Linked DNA regions of Sus scrofa: region 2 is linked to region 1. Evidence: chromatin contacts called from public Hi-C data. All regions are on one chromosome and are shown on one strand. Each heading gives the region's core, a stretch centred on a gene start, on an enhancer-like site or on the middle of the called end of the contact. The rest is flanking DNA. Distances are from core to core; before and after follow the strand shown.

Region 1 (6,092 bases), core at 939-3,438:
GAGTCCAGAGTTGCCTCAGACGCCAAAGACCCGCAGGTCCTGGAGGACCCAGACAAGCTGTTGGCTTCAAGCCCCTCAAGGTACTCAAGGCAGGTATATAGGTACAGATGGGAGGCTGCGCACAGGTGGGTGATGTATCAGAACAGGGATAAGGGGGTACTTCTGGTCTGAAGAGTCTCTAGCTCACCCCCCACCCCACCCCCACCCCCAAGCTGAGCCTATCCCCAGCCCCTCAGGTCTGGCTCCAGAAGCCACAGATTCAGAAGACTGAGGCTTGGGGGAGGGCGCTAGTGGGCAGATGAGCTGGGTGGGTGGATGCCACCTGGCTGGCCCAGGCCCGACTGTCCATGGCCTCTGATGTGCAGCGTGAGGCCCAGCTAAGTACCGACGGCGGCCTGCAGGGAGGCCCATGCTCGCAGGTATTTGCTCTGCTGACCTTGCACGCGTTTGAGGTTTGCTCAGGCCAACACTGTGTCCCCACTCACATTCCGTGCCTGTACCTTTGACTTGATGCACTCATGTGCTGACATCTGGAGGGGGGGCTGTCACACTTGACCTCTGTCACAGCATTGGTCTCAGCAAAGCCGGAGGTCCAGGTGGGTGATGGGAGGGTATGAAATGAAGGAGATCCCTGATGGGTCCCAGGAGATTGTAATCTCCAACTGCCCCACTTTGCAGGGAAAGAAACCGAGGCCCGGGGAACCCAAGATCAATGCAATCAATCAGATGCAGAAAGCTGGGCCAAGGCACCACCTACTCTCATGCTGCCCCCTTGTGGTCAGAGCAGGGACTGCAGCCAGTCCCCTAGCCATTCCCCTGCAGTGGGTCCAAGACAGACGCAAAGGTCTACCTTCCTCCCTCCCAGGCCAGCTCCCCTCAACCCCTGCCCTGGGGTCCCATCCGTACCAATTTCTCAGTATGGAGGAGCCTCAAGGTCCAAAGGCACCCCAGTTTCTCCAGCCCAGGTTGGCCCCCTTGAATAGGAACCCCTGGAGGGGTGACCAGCTCCAGGTTGCTGAGTGAGCCTTTGGATCAGAGCCCACCTGGCAGCCCCACTGCCACGTCGGGGATGTCCCCAGTCGTCAGCTCCTTGCCCTCTCTGAATGACCACACCCTCCTTCTTCAATTCTTTCTCCTTGGCCTCAATGAAGAGACACCGCTGGTTTTCCTTCCAGCTCCCCAACTGTCCAGGTTTGGGGGGGGGCTTCTTGGTCCCCTCTGTTCCTGACTGTCGATGTTTCCTGAGCCTCTGACTGCCCTGCTTTTGCCTGGACCTGGAGCTGGGTCACCTAGCAGGCAGGCAGGTAGGCAGACGGCCTCGGGGCACCATCACCAGCAGCACCGAAAACAGAAGACAGGGAGGAAAATGTCTGTTTCTATGAACGCATGCATTTGGTGATGATGAAATTTTTAGAATACGTGTAAGTGTCACATTTCACACTTTTCTTTACATAAAAAGCATCCTTCTTTTTGACTAAGGGAGGTAGGGCGAGCTCCATGGTCTTCCAAGTGCTTACAGCTTCTAAGGGCCCTGCCTAGATGACCTCATCTATTCACTACTTTCAACTGCCTGTCAATAACCTTCCAACTCTCATGGGGATATCATCAGACCTGACGCCAATTGCTTCCTGGATACCTTCCGCAAGTTCCCCCGGGGCTTTCAGGCTCGGCAAACCCAAAACATTCTCATCATTTCTCCCTTAACCCCTCATCCAACACTGATACCCCCTGCCAGGTGACTCTACCATCATCTCATCTTGTCCGACTCCCGCCCACCACCAAAGCCTATTGATTCAATCTCCTAGCAGCTCTGGAATCTGCATCCTTCTCACACCCTCCCCCTCAACGCCCTCACTGTTGCCCCTGACCTGGTCCAGGCCACCGCTGCTTTTCCCAGCTGGCTCTCCTCCCACCCCCAGTTTCTTCTCATAAGCTGGCTTCACATGCCCATCTGATCACATCACTTCCTTGTCTGAGCCTGTCCCCAGATCCCTGTTACCCCAATAAAGTCCAATGCTCCTAAGACTGGCCTTGAAGGTCCCCAAGATGTGGCCTTGCTGCCCCCTGTGACCTCATCTCCCACCACCCATAATCACACCCTGATCCTCCAGGTGCTGAGAAGTTCTCAAAGTTTAATGGCTAATGTATAACCGAACTGGAGGGTGTCTGGAGTGGGTATGGGTGTGATAAGGCTGGACATACCATCCCAAGCTGGCGATGACTTCCAAAATTGTCCACTCTGCCACTAAGGCAGCCATAAGGCCACCAACACACAGGTGTCTCCAGCCCAGCTTGTACCCCTCCCACAACGGGGAGCTCCCTCTTTCAAACCATCACTGGACAGGTCCTATTAGCAAGTTCTGCTCCTGGACTACATGGATATGGGGCAGAAAACAAAAACTGAACAAAATCCCATTCTCAGGGATACTTAAGGGATTTTTCCTCAGTTCCTTGGGTCTGGGTGTCTCCCCTCAGAGCTGTGGCTCCCAGAAGCCGTTCTGGGCCAAACAGTGAGATGATCAGAAGAGCCACCAGAGGGCGGTGCTGCCCCATACACAGCCCCTGGGACCAGCCTGTCTTTGTGTCAGAAGGTTTTTCAAGGCGAGTGTGTGAGTGTGAGTTTGAATGTGAGTGTGTGTGTGTTACTTTGTGTATCTCTGATGGGGTGTTTGTCCCGGCCAGTTGGTGTATGCAGTTGTCTATTTTTGTTCACATCTTTGTCTTTCAATTCTCACCCAGAAACGTGTGTTTGTCACTCCAGGGGCCCCAGGAAAGGACAGGGAGGATCATGGCCTCACCCTATGCAGTCCTCACCTTCTGAAAAGCTCCCGCCACCATCACCCTCATCATGAGACTCACTGGCCACACCTGGGCATCAGTACCCATCCACTAGGGCAATGACCCCAGTGAGAAGGAGCCAATCCTGGTCTTTGGGGCCCATGTGGGCTTGGAGTCCCCCAGGCACGCCCTCCCAGCGTCACATCCACTCCTACCCACCAACACCTACAAAGATGGATAACCTTGTAATATCCGCATATTACAGAGAAAGTGTAAGTCTGGTCAGCCTGGCACTGGGCACCAGGGCACCCCGACCTCAGCCCCTGGCCCCAAGCCTTAGAAATCAGGCTCCTGGAGAAGGATGGAGGAGTAACCCCACCCACTGCTGTAACAGAGGACAGCCCTAGAAATGAGGGTGCCCAGGGGAGGGAGCTGTCCTCACCTGGGGTGGCGGAGAAGGAAGGCTTCTTAGGACCATACTTGGGATGGGTCCTAGAAACAAGCCGGGGTGTCAGCCCAGAGCCAGCTGGCATGGGCAAAGGCACTGAAGTGTGAGAGCAGAGCTTAGCCAGGTTGGGCACAGGTGATGCACGTGGGTGGGGGTGGGGGGCTGTGGCAGAAAATGCAGCAAAGGGGGCAACCTTCCTCCCAAGCAGCCTGGTTTGGGGGACTGGCCAAGCCACCCCACCCTCAAAGCCAAGGCCACCTCAGACCTCCGTGGCCTCTGCAGAACAGATAGGTCCCCACATCACTGCCCCTATTCTCCCCAAGGACGCAGGAACCCTGGGAATTTCTGCAGCTGAAGCAGGAGGGGTGGCGGGCTGAAAAGAGTCCATGTGCTTCAAGCTCTAGACCAGAGAGAAGCACAGTTAGAGACTTAGACTTCGTTAGAGACCTAGAGAGAGTCCAAGAAAGTGTGTTGGACGTGCAGAGAAGGGAGAGAGAAGAGAGGCAGAGATTCAGGCGGACAGAAATAGAGACAGGAAGAGAAAAAGGAGAGAGCAAGAAATGGGGACAGGAAGGCAGGGAGAGGACAGGAGAGGGGTGCAAGGAGGAGGGGGCAGGGCGAACTTTCTAGGCCTCCCTCCTCGCTCCTCGTGGCCGGCAATCAGGCCTGCAGGAGGCAGGTGGTCGGGGCAGACAATGGCGCGGAGGAGTGCGGAACCTGGGACTAAATTTGGCGCTGCCTTTGCAGGGCGCGGGGCCGCCCGTTCATCTCGATGCAAAGGAGACACGAAATGAATATGCAGCGCGGGCTGTAATTGGGCCGCCGTGGCCGCCGCCGCCGCCGCCGCACTATAATTTTCCAAACAGGATCTTGCAATCAGAGCCTTATTCATTAGCGCATAAACAATTTTGTTTCTCGGCACTCGAGCCTGTCAATCACGCCGAGAGGGAACATCTTGGCCGGAGGCGCGGTCCCCCGCGCGCGAGCGCTCCCACGCGCGCCCCCTCGAGCCGCGCCACGTGGCTTTGTGCCCGGAGGCCCTCGGGTACTGGGGTTGGAGGGCACCGAGCCTGGCTGCAGAGTCCCTAGCCCGGCAGATTGGAGGGTGGGCGGCGGGGGAGTGCCTGGATTTAGGGAGCCCACGGGCCCCCGGTTCGAATCAGCCTCTGACACCTCCTGGATCTGACCTTGGGCTGTCCCGCTCCTGCTCCTGGCCTCTGTTTGCTCCCCTGTGGGAAGCGCTAGCCCTATACTGCATAAGGGGGGCCGGGCGTCAGCAGAGAGAGGCCTAGCGCTCTGGATGCTGAGGCTGGTGCTGGAGGATGGGGAGGCTGCGGGGACGGGCCCTTGAGCTCCTTTTTTTAAAGAGGGATTCTGGGGCCCACAAATGGCTCCTCATGTCCCAGGCCCTACCCAGAGTAGGCTCCTGTGACACTGTGTGTGTCTGTGAGGATTCAAAGTGGTTCTCCAAAGAGCAGGGCACCGCCCTGGGCTCACCCACAAAGGGGCCTGGGTGCCTGTAGGAACTTGAATGCTTGCTGGCAGCTGGGTTTGTGGGCCCCAGGGCACCTCGGATTCTGCATGTCAGTGTGTGACTGTACCAAGGGCTTTGCGCCTTTGTGGTTATGTGTGTGTATGTGTGTGAGTGTGAGTGTACAGGTCCATCTGCAGATACACTTACATGAGTGGGATGGGCTATGATTGTGTGTGTGTGTGTGTGTGTGTGTGAGAGAGAGAGAGAGAGAGAGAGAGAGAAAGAGATTCCTTGGCTCCCTGTGAGACCATAAAGCTGTCACCAGTGGTGGAGAGGTGACAGGCACTGAGTGTGGCTGTGTGGTTGAGGGGAAGGCTCTCTGGATAGGGGTGTGTGACTGTGTGTGTGTGTGTGTCTGTCTGTCTGTCTGTCTGATTGTGAATGTGGGCCCTTTGGGGCCAAGGTGGCCTGGCAGCATCATCTATGTGGGTGGCCCAAACCTGGTTTAGGGGCAGTTTCTTTCAGGACAGATGACAACTTCTGTGTCCCCCCACACACACCACCTCCTCCCCAGCCACCCCTCCATCAGCTCCACTTCCTCTGCACAGTGGGCCAGGCCCGGGAGAGGGCAGCTTTTGCCCTACTGACAGGCCCCATGGAATTTGGGGGTTTGCCTGCCCAGCCTCTGGGTGCCTCCCTCAGACAGTTCTGAGACTCAGCCCCTGCTTATTCCTCCACAGGGAGACCCCCAAGGCCTCCAGAATTTCAGGTCCAAATGTTCTAATCAGCTCGGTTTTCCATCGATGTTAGCATGTCAGAGCCAGTCAGACCCACTGCATTGATGGGGAAACAGAGGCCCAGGACAGGAAACGGGCAGCCACAGAAGCAGCCACAGAGATGTCCCACTCCCCCAACACTCACCACCCTCCCCCCTCGTCTTCTGCAGTGCCCTAGCCCCCACCCCCAGCCCAGTCCCTGCTCTATACAAAGAATCTGAGGATGTGCTGACAGCCAACGGACAGGCCATCAGTCTGCGCAGACACCCTCTTCACAGCTCGAGACCCAGCACCCGGCAGCCCGGATGCCACCCCACCCATTGGTCACCCCCCAGCACCAGGCCAGGAAGGGAGGTGGCCGGGGAAGGGGCTGCGGGGGAAGGCACGAAGTCCGGAAGCCCGGAGGAACAGTTTCAACCTGTGAATCCGGCCACACCCTCCCTGCAGCCTCCCTGCTCTTGTGTGTCACTTCTTGGCTGACCCTGGCCCGTGGGGACCCAGGCTGCCCGTGAGCCGGCTGCTGTGAGCAACTCCCGGGGATGGCCAATGGGCAGCTTGGCATGCTGGGCAGTGGCCAGAGGCAATGGCTTTGAACGAGAAGGCCAAGGTTTAAAAT
Region 2 (6,312 bases), core at 2,069-4,568, 210 kb after region 1:
ATGCCTTGCACAGGGTGAGCCCTCACACATGCTGTACGTGCCCCTCCCCAGCTTGAAACACTCCCATAGCTCCCACGTCCTCAGGGTAAAGTGCAAGCAATTTTGAGGGAGGCCCTTCGTGACTAGAGCCCTAACTCCAGCCTCAGAGCTGACCCCTGCCCTGCATACCCTGAACTTCAGTTTCATCATCTTTTTACAGTTCCTCAGACCACCAGGCCCTCTCTCTCTGTAGGTGGTTGCACTTGCTGTGTGTTCTGCCTGAAACACATCCCCTGCAAACCTTTCTTAACGATTTCATCCTATAGGTTTCCCAGCCTCACCTAAGCATGAATCACATGCTAGGAGAATTGCTGGTCCCCTCCGCTAGGCCGTGATCTCTGGGAAAGCAGTGGCCATGTGCACACTCCTCTGACATCCAGTTGGTGTTGACTAAATGAACCTCCTCACCAGTCAATGACTTTACCACTAACTCGGGAGCTAAATATGTTTTTGTTGAATGAATAAATGAAACACTTCTCTGGAAAAAGATCCCACCCCCATATGCACCCCAAAAGAAGATTCTTGGAATGTTCTTCCCTCTCCCTCGCCCTTCAAATTCCTTAAATGATTTTTCTAAAAAGGGATCCAGTCCATGCAGGGGGCCAGTAGGGCCTCCAGGATTGAAGGGCCTGGGGGAGGCGGCTTTAGTACATTAGGCAGAAACCCCCTGCCCAGGGTTGGTAGAGGCCTCTGGAGCCCAGAGAGCAGGAGGCGGGGTGAAGGGGGCCTCCAGCACTCTGGACAATTGCTATAAAATAAACTCCATAATCAGGTAAATGCGTTTGTGTGGGGGATGGTGCCGTGCAGCTGCAGGCGTCCCCCCCGGCCCCGGAGGGGACCTGTCTAATCTCAGGGTAATGAAAACATGGGTCCAATTACGGTGGAGGGACCAGGCCTGAGCCTCGGCCGGAGTGGGGAGCTGGGCCCCTGGCAGCGGAATTAGAACATTTAAGCTGTCAGCCCGAATCCGGGAAAGGCCTGATTACCTGGCCCGAGAAGGGGCCGCTTTGGTTTGGTGTCGACTATAATTTCCTGGCCGCCAGCCGTGAAGCCAGGGGCCACCTTGCCTCCTCTGTGATGGGGACCCAGGCCCTGCATCTCTGACCTCCACTCCTCCGGACCCACTTAGAGGGGCTAACCTGGGCCTCCCAAGCTGCCCGTTGGGGGCAGAAAGAGGAACAGGTACATGCTGGGGATGTGTCATATAGGGTTAAGGAGGGTGTGTACACTGGCCACGTGTGAAAGGCACATTCACAGGAGGTGGACTTGGTCCTGGGTCCATGTAAATGTCTGTGGATTACATGCAGATGATCCAGCACTGAGGTGTGCAAGCGACTATTGCACGTGGGCTGTGTGCGCAGGATACTGGGATGGGCGTGTGCACACAGCAGGGCTGTGGGTACACAGGTTATGTGTGGTGTGTGTTCACAGCTGTGTCTGCTGGTCCATAAGTGCCATGAGAACAGGGGTCAAATTCTCCTTGCTGACTGCTGGACCCCCAGCACCTAAGCTGGGTGCCTGGCTGGGTGGTTAGGTGTTGATTACATAAATGTTGAATGACTTCACATCTGTGTCATAGGTCCACGGGAGCTGTGTGATGCATATATTAAAAGTGGGAGCAGATGGAGTCTGCATGGTGTGTGTGCCTGCCGTGTGTGTCACTTGTCCCCGTAGTGTGATATGGGGGCAGGAGTGGTGGAATGCTTTGAGGGCCTGAACTTGAACTGTATGGCCCACCCAGACCTGTGCTCTAGACCTGCCTCCTCCACTTAAAGATTGTCTGATCTCAGGCAATGCATTTAACCTCTCTGAGCCTGACTTTTCTCATCTGTAAAATGGATACTAGAAATTAAACAAACCCAGCAAACTTTTACTTTGTCTGGTACTATTATTTTCATGCATTATTATCCTACTGACTTTTCATAATAACCCTAAAAGTAAGTACTTCTTGTGCCCCCCCCCCCCATTTAATAGATGGGGAAACTGAAGCTCTCTGAGGTTAGAGCATGGTGAAGCCAGGATTTAGACCTAGGCAATCTGCCTGCAGTGCGAGTTTTTAACAGCCAGTTTAAACAGATAGTACCTATTTCATAAGGTTGTCCTAAGATAATCCAAGTACCTAGCACTGTATCTGGCACATAGTAAGTATTCTGTGACTCTTATCACTGTTATTTGCACATGATGGATGTGTCTAGGATGTATAAAACAGGTACAAGGCAGTATGTGGGCAATGTGTGTGTAGTATATTTGCGTGGGAGAGAGACTGGTAGGTGTGTTTGTGGGAGGGTATAAGAGGCATCCATTTATGTAAAGTGTACCATACATGAACTTGGATATATGCGTATGTGATACATTTTACATAATGAACACGACGTGTAAATAAATTTGTTCTGATGTATTATGACATTAACAAGTGGCATATGAAATCAGGGAAATCACACTCCTTGAGGCGTGTGATGTATATGAGCCTCTACTTGTACATGGGGCTCTGCCCTCGGGGTTGAAGAATGTATGTCAATGGGTAATGATCTAAGTCCAGGCATGGCGATAAATGCGCACGTGTGCACACTGCAGGGCACATTTGTGTGTGCGTAGAGGTGATGTGTATGGATACAGATATGCATGTGGTGGATATGCATACTGTACAGATACAATGCATTGTATGTGGTTCATATGCCCACACACGGGAAGCGCTTATATAGGCTCCACGATGTAAATGTGCATGTGTGTGTCTAAGGCATAGACTTAGGCTATACGGCATATCCTTCTGAGATGTATGTATTTGTGATTCATGTTCTCTGCATCTTTGATCAAATGACACCTTCTCAGTTAAAAAAAAAATTACCTGTAACCACCCTGTTTAAAATAGACCCAATGTCCCATGCCAGTCCCCTTTTTATTTTCTGAAAAAAAAACAAAACAACAAAAAAACAACACAATTTAAGTCAGTACTATGTGATGTTCATTGCCTTCTCCCTCGCTGCAACGTAATTTCCGGAGTCCTAGGGCTTCTCTCGGTTTTGCTCTCTGCTCAATGCCGGCGCCTAGCAGAGAGCCAGGCGGGCTGGAGACGCGAGGCGCAGCTCCATGCGGGCCAGCGCAGGATGAAGCGGAGACCCCTCAGGGGCGCGCGACCCACCTGAGCCGCTTGCTCTGTGCGCTCCTAAATGATGGGCGCCCGTCGGGCCGTCACGTCGCCTCCATCCCTGCCCGGCCCCCGCCGTGCCTCGGGGCGTGACTCGCTGTCCCGGCGCGGCCGACCGGGCTCCGACCCATTTCCCGGCGGCCGCAGCGGGCCGGGCGGCAGGAAGCGGCGCATTGTTCGCGGGCCACGGCCCCGGGCAGGGAGTTCCCGGCCCCGCACGGACATGAAAGGAGAAAGCAGCGCCCGCCGAGCGGCCGGCCGGCGGGCCCCGCGCTCAGCTGACCTGGCATCCGCTCCGGGCCGGAGGCCGGGGAAGGAGGAACGCGCCCCGCCCATGTGGCCCGCCAGCCCCGGGTTCGAATTCTGGCTCGCCGCCTCCCGAGCCTGCGTTTCCTCCCGCGTAAATGAAAATTAGCGTCTGGAAGCTCACCTCCGCAAACACCCCGGGCGCTCCCTGAATCCCGCCCTCTTCCGCCTCCAGTTTGCTTGTCCCACTAAAAACTACTACCCCTATTGCCAAAGTGAAATCCGGGCTGCAAGGGAATGTTTCACCTACTCAAGAACACCCACAGGTGTTGCCCCTTTGTGCAAAAAGCGCAGCCCAGGCCAAGGCCCGAAAGGGCCCTCTTCAGGCTGGAACTTGGGCTGCAGGCTCTGCTATGGAAGGGGAAACTGAGGCCCCCGGGGGGTGGGGAGAAAGGCTTGCTCGGGATTTCTCTCTTCAATCACAGGGTATCCAGCAGCCTTTTTACAAGTAAAGGCTCTCTCCCTCCGTGCTTACAAGTTTGGCTACTTTTATGGCATTTTTGTTCAGCCAACTTTTGTTGTTGTTTGTAAAATTGATCCAATGAACACGGTTACTGATGTGTGTCCTTTCAAAGCGCTTTACAGCTTGTTACACTCTTGATCTTCTCATCTCCTCTGGAAGTGGGAGGAGTAAACTGAGAGGTGAAATGTCTCCCCCAGCAGGTTAGGGAAGGGGGAGAGGGGCTTGTCCCTGGTCTGTTTTAGGAGATGTTAATTCCTACAACTCTGGCACCATAATTTTGGGTGGGAAGGTTTTTGCGGGAGGGTTAAGATCTAATCAAGGCAGGAAAAAGTAAAAGATTAGCCACTCCACTGCATTCCAGCCAAGCCCACTCAGTCCACAGCACTAAGTTCTACCCTCCAGGCCTGGACTGTACTCTTGCCTCTTGGAAGGAAAAGTGCAATCTTCACCATTTCCAACAGGGGCCCAGAGAGGTTAAGGGACTTGCACTAGGCCACACAGCAAAATGGTTATGACACAGAAGCCTTCCACCTACAGCCAGACCTTTCCTTCTAGGGAGAACCCTCTCCCTGAGTGCTGAAATTTGGGGAGCCTGTCCTGGGGTGCCTTTACTCTCTGGGCCAGGAGCTTCTGATTATGGAGAAACGGCCTTCTCTCCACCTCTGCCCCCGCCCTGCCCGGGAACCCTACACCAGGGGTAATTGAGATCAGATGCGGCTGTGACCCACGGAATGCTCCCCAGGAACCTGGAAGCATTTACTGTCTGGAAGAGAATCCAGGGCCCACTCTAGGCTGCCCTCTCTCCCGCCCTCCCTCCCTTGCTGTCTCCTCCCCAGGCAGCTGAAGGTGGATAGGGGCCTTGAGGAGCCTCTGGTGCTGCCTGGGGCTTAGTGCAGGCTGCCTTGATGAATACGACTGCTGAAAGCGCCTTCCTGGCTTCCTCCTTCCTGGGGATACGGTTACAGGGGGCCCGACTTCCTGCCCAGCCGGCCCAACTTGGAAGAGTGGATCTGCAGGCTCTCCAGGCCAGCAACTCAGCAACTCCACCCCCTCACCCCCAGCTGGGGCACAGGCAGGCCCCATCTCATTCAGAGCTTAGCTCAAATGTCACCTCCTCAGGGAGGCCCTCCCTGACCACCCTGTATGAACTAGCCCACCTACCGCTAGTCTCTCCTTGTCCTTGTTTCATTTTCTTCCTATTAGCTCTGGCTGGTTGGTTCATAGGTTTTCTTAAAATAATGTTTATTTCCTGCCCCTCCCCTCCCTCCGGAATGTGAGCTGTGCGAGGGCAGGGACCTCGTCTGGTCCACGGCTGCACCCCAGGGCTGGAACTCTGCCTGGGACATAGTAGTTGCTCAGTAAATAAAAGCAGTGAATTGCACCCCTGCCTTTGGCCTCTGAGTTTGGAACTTGACCTTGAATCTGTGCTCTGAGCTGGCTTGCCTGGGCTCTTCCGCCCTGGTCTCACTTCTCTGGTACAAACCTCTGGTTTCTGATGCTCACTCTCCTGCCTGTGGCCTCAGCCTCTCATCTGGGAGCTCCCCACAGATTTCTGACCTCACATCTCTGACCCCTCTTCTTTGCCCTCCTCTTCCCAGCCTCTGCTGTGTGACATTGGGCAAATCTCTTGCCCTTCCTGAGCCAGCAGATTTCTTCCTCAAACAAAAGCTTGCATAGGAGTTCAGAATGTGAGACATAAAAGGATGAAAGGCAGGAAACGGCTGATCCCTGAGTGCCTGGCTTTTGCCATATGGCCTTGTGTTGTCCCCAGCACAGCTTTGCAGTTCCTTTCAGCTTTGAAGAACTCTAGAGTTTGAAAACCCCAGCCTCTTTTAGCTCTGTAACGCCACAGTGCCATTACTTAGATGTCTGTCTGTCTGGTCGTCAGCGTTCACTTAGTCATTCATTTCGTCATTTGTCAAACATCAGTGGGCCACACAGTTGTGTGCCAGGCTTTATGCTCATTCTGCTTTACAATGTCTGGTCCGCTTCCCTCATTCAGCAAGCAGCCTGGGAGCACATTTCATGTTCCAGGGCCAGGAAATCTCAGAGGATTGGTCAGGGTGGCTGCTGGCCAATATGGTACCTTTGTATGACTTAGGAAAAGGTACCATCCCTTCTGAGTGGGTGTAGTCTTGCCGGACCGCAGCTTGGCAGCAGAAAGTGCCTTGAGGGAAGAAAAAGGTGACTGTCTTCTTGGCAGACAAAGCCCCACATTTGGGTACTTCTGGCTGGATTTCAGACACCCTGCATTGTGTAGAACTTCATGGGTGGCTCCACGGATGTGTGACTTGTGCTTGGTTTAATGCTCTACTGTCACTGTCAGAAAATTAAAAAAAAAATTTTTTGAATGAGAGGC

What was found. A called contact is a pair of places that touch in the nucleus more often than the background predicts.
Region 2: a contact with region 1 is called in a Hi-C map of retroperitoneal adipose tissue, with 6 times the contacts expected there. The contact joins two enhancer-like sites. A contact is called at or near these places in 2 of 5 promoter capture datasets (fetal skeletal muscle and liver), 36 of 47 Hi-C or Micro-C datasets (adipocytes, adipose tissue, alveolar macrophages and 17 more) and 2 of 2 datasets of contacts at active chromatin or transcription factors (alveolar macrophages and skeletal muscle).

The regions. Positions count from the first base shown.
Region 1 is chr1:262,222,518-262,228,609 of Sscrofa11.1, forward strand. No RefSeq gene overlaps it. Among named protein-coding and RNA genes, the nearest start is that of TTLL11, 21 kb to the left of the region's middle. Within about 2 kb of position 2,189, at least 7 of the 83 cell types and tissues checked have an H3K27ac peak or open chromatin away from gene starts, as enhancers often do. A contact at or near this core is called in adipose tissue and retroperitoneal adipose tissue, where this site is marked.
Region 2 is chr1:262,434,548-262,440,859 of Sscrofa11.1, forward strand. It overlaps LOC106507054 (a long non-coding RNA gene), which reads right to left. Exons shown (of 4, transcript XR_002337489.1): 4 at 4,791-6,272. Among named protein-coding and RNA genes, the nearest start is that of PTGS1, 18 kb to the right of the region's middle. Within about 2 kb of position 3,319, at least 25 of the 83 cell types and tissues checked have an H3K27ac peak or open chromatin away from gene starts, as enhancers often do. A contact at or near this core is called in adipose tissue and retroperitoneal adipose tissue, where this site is marked.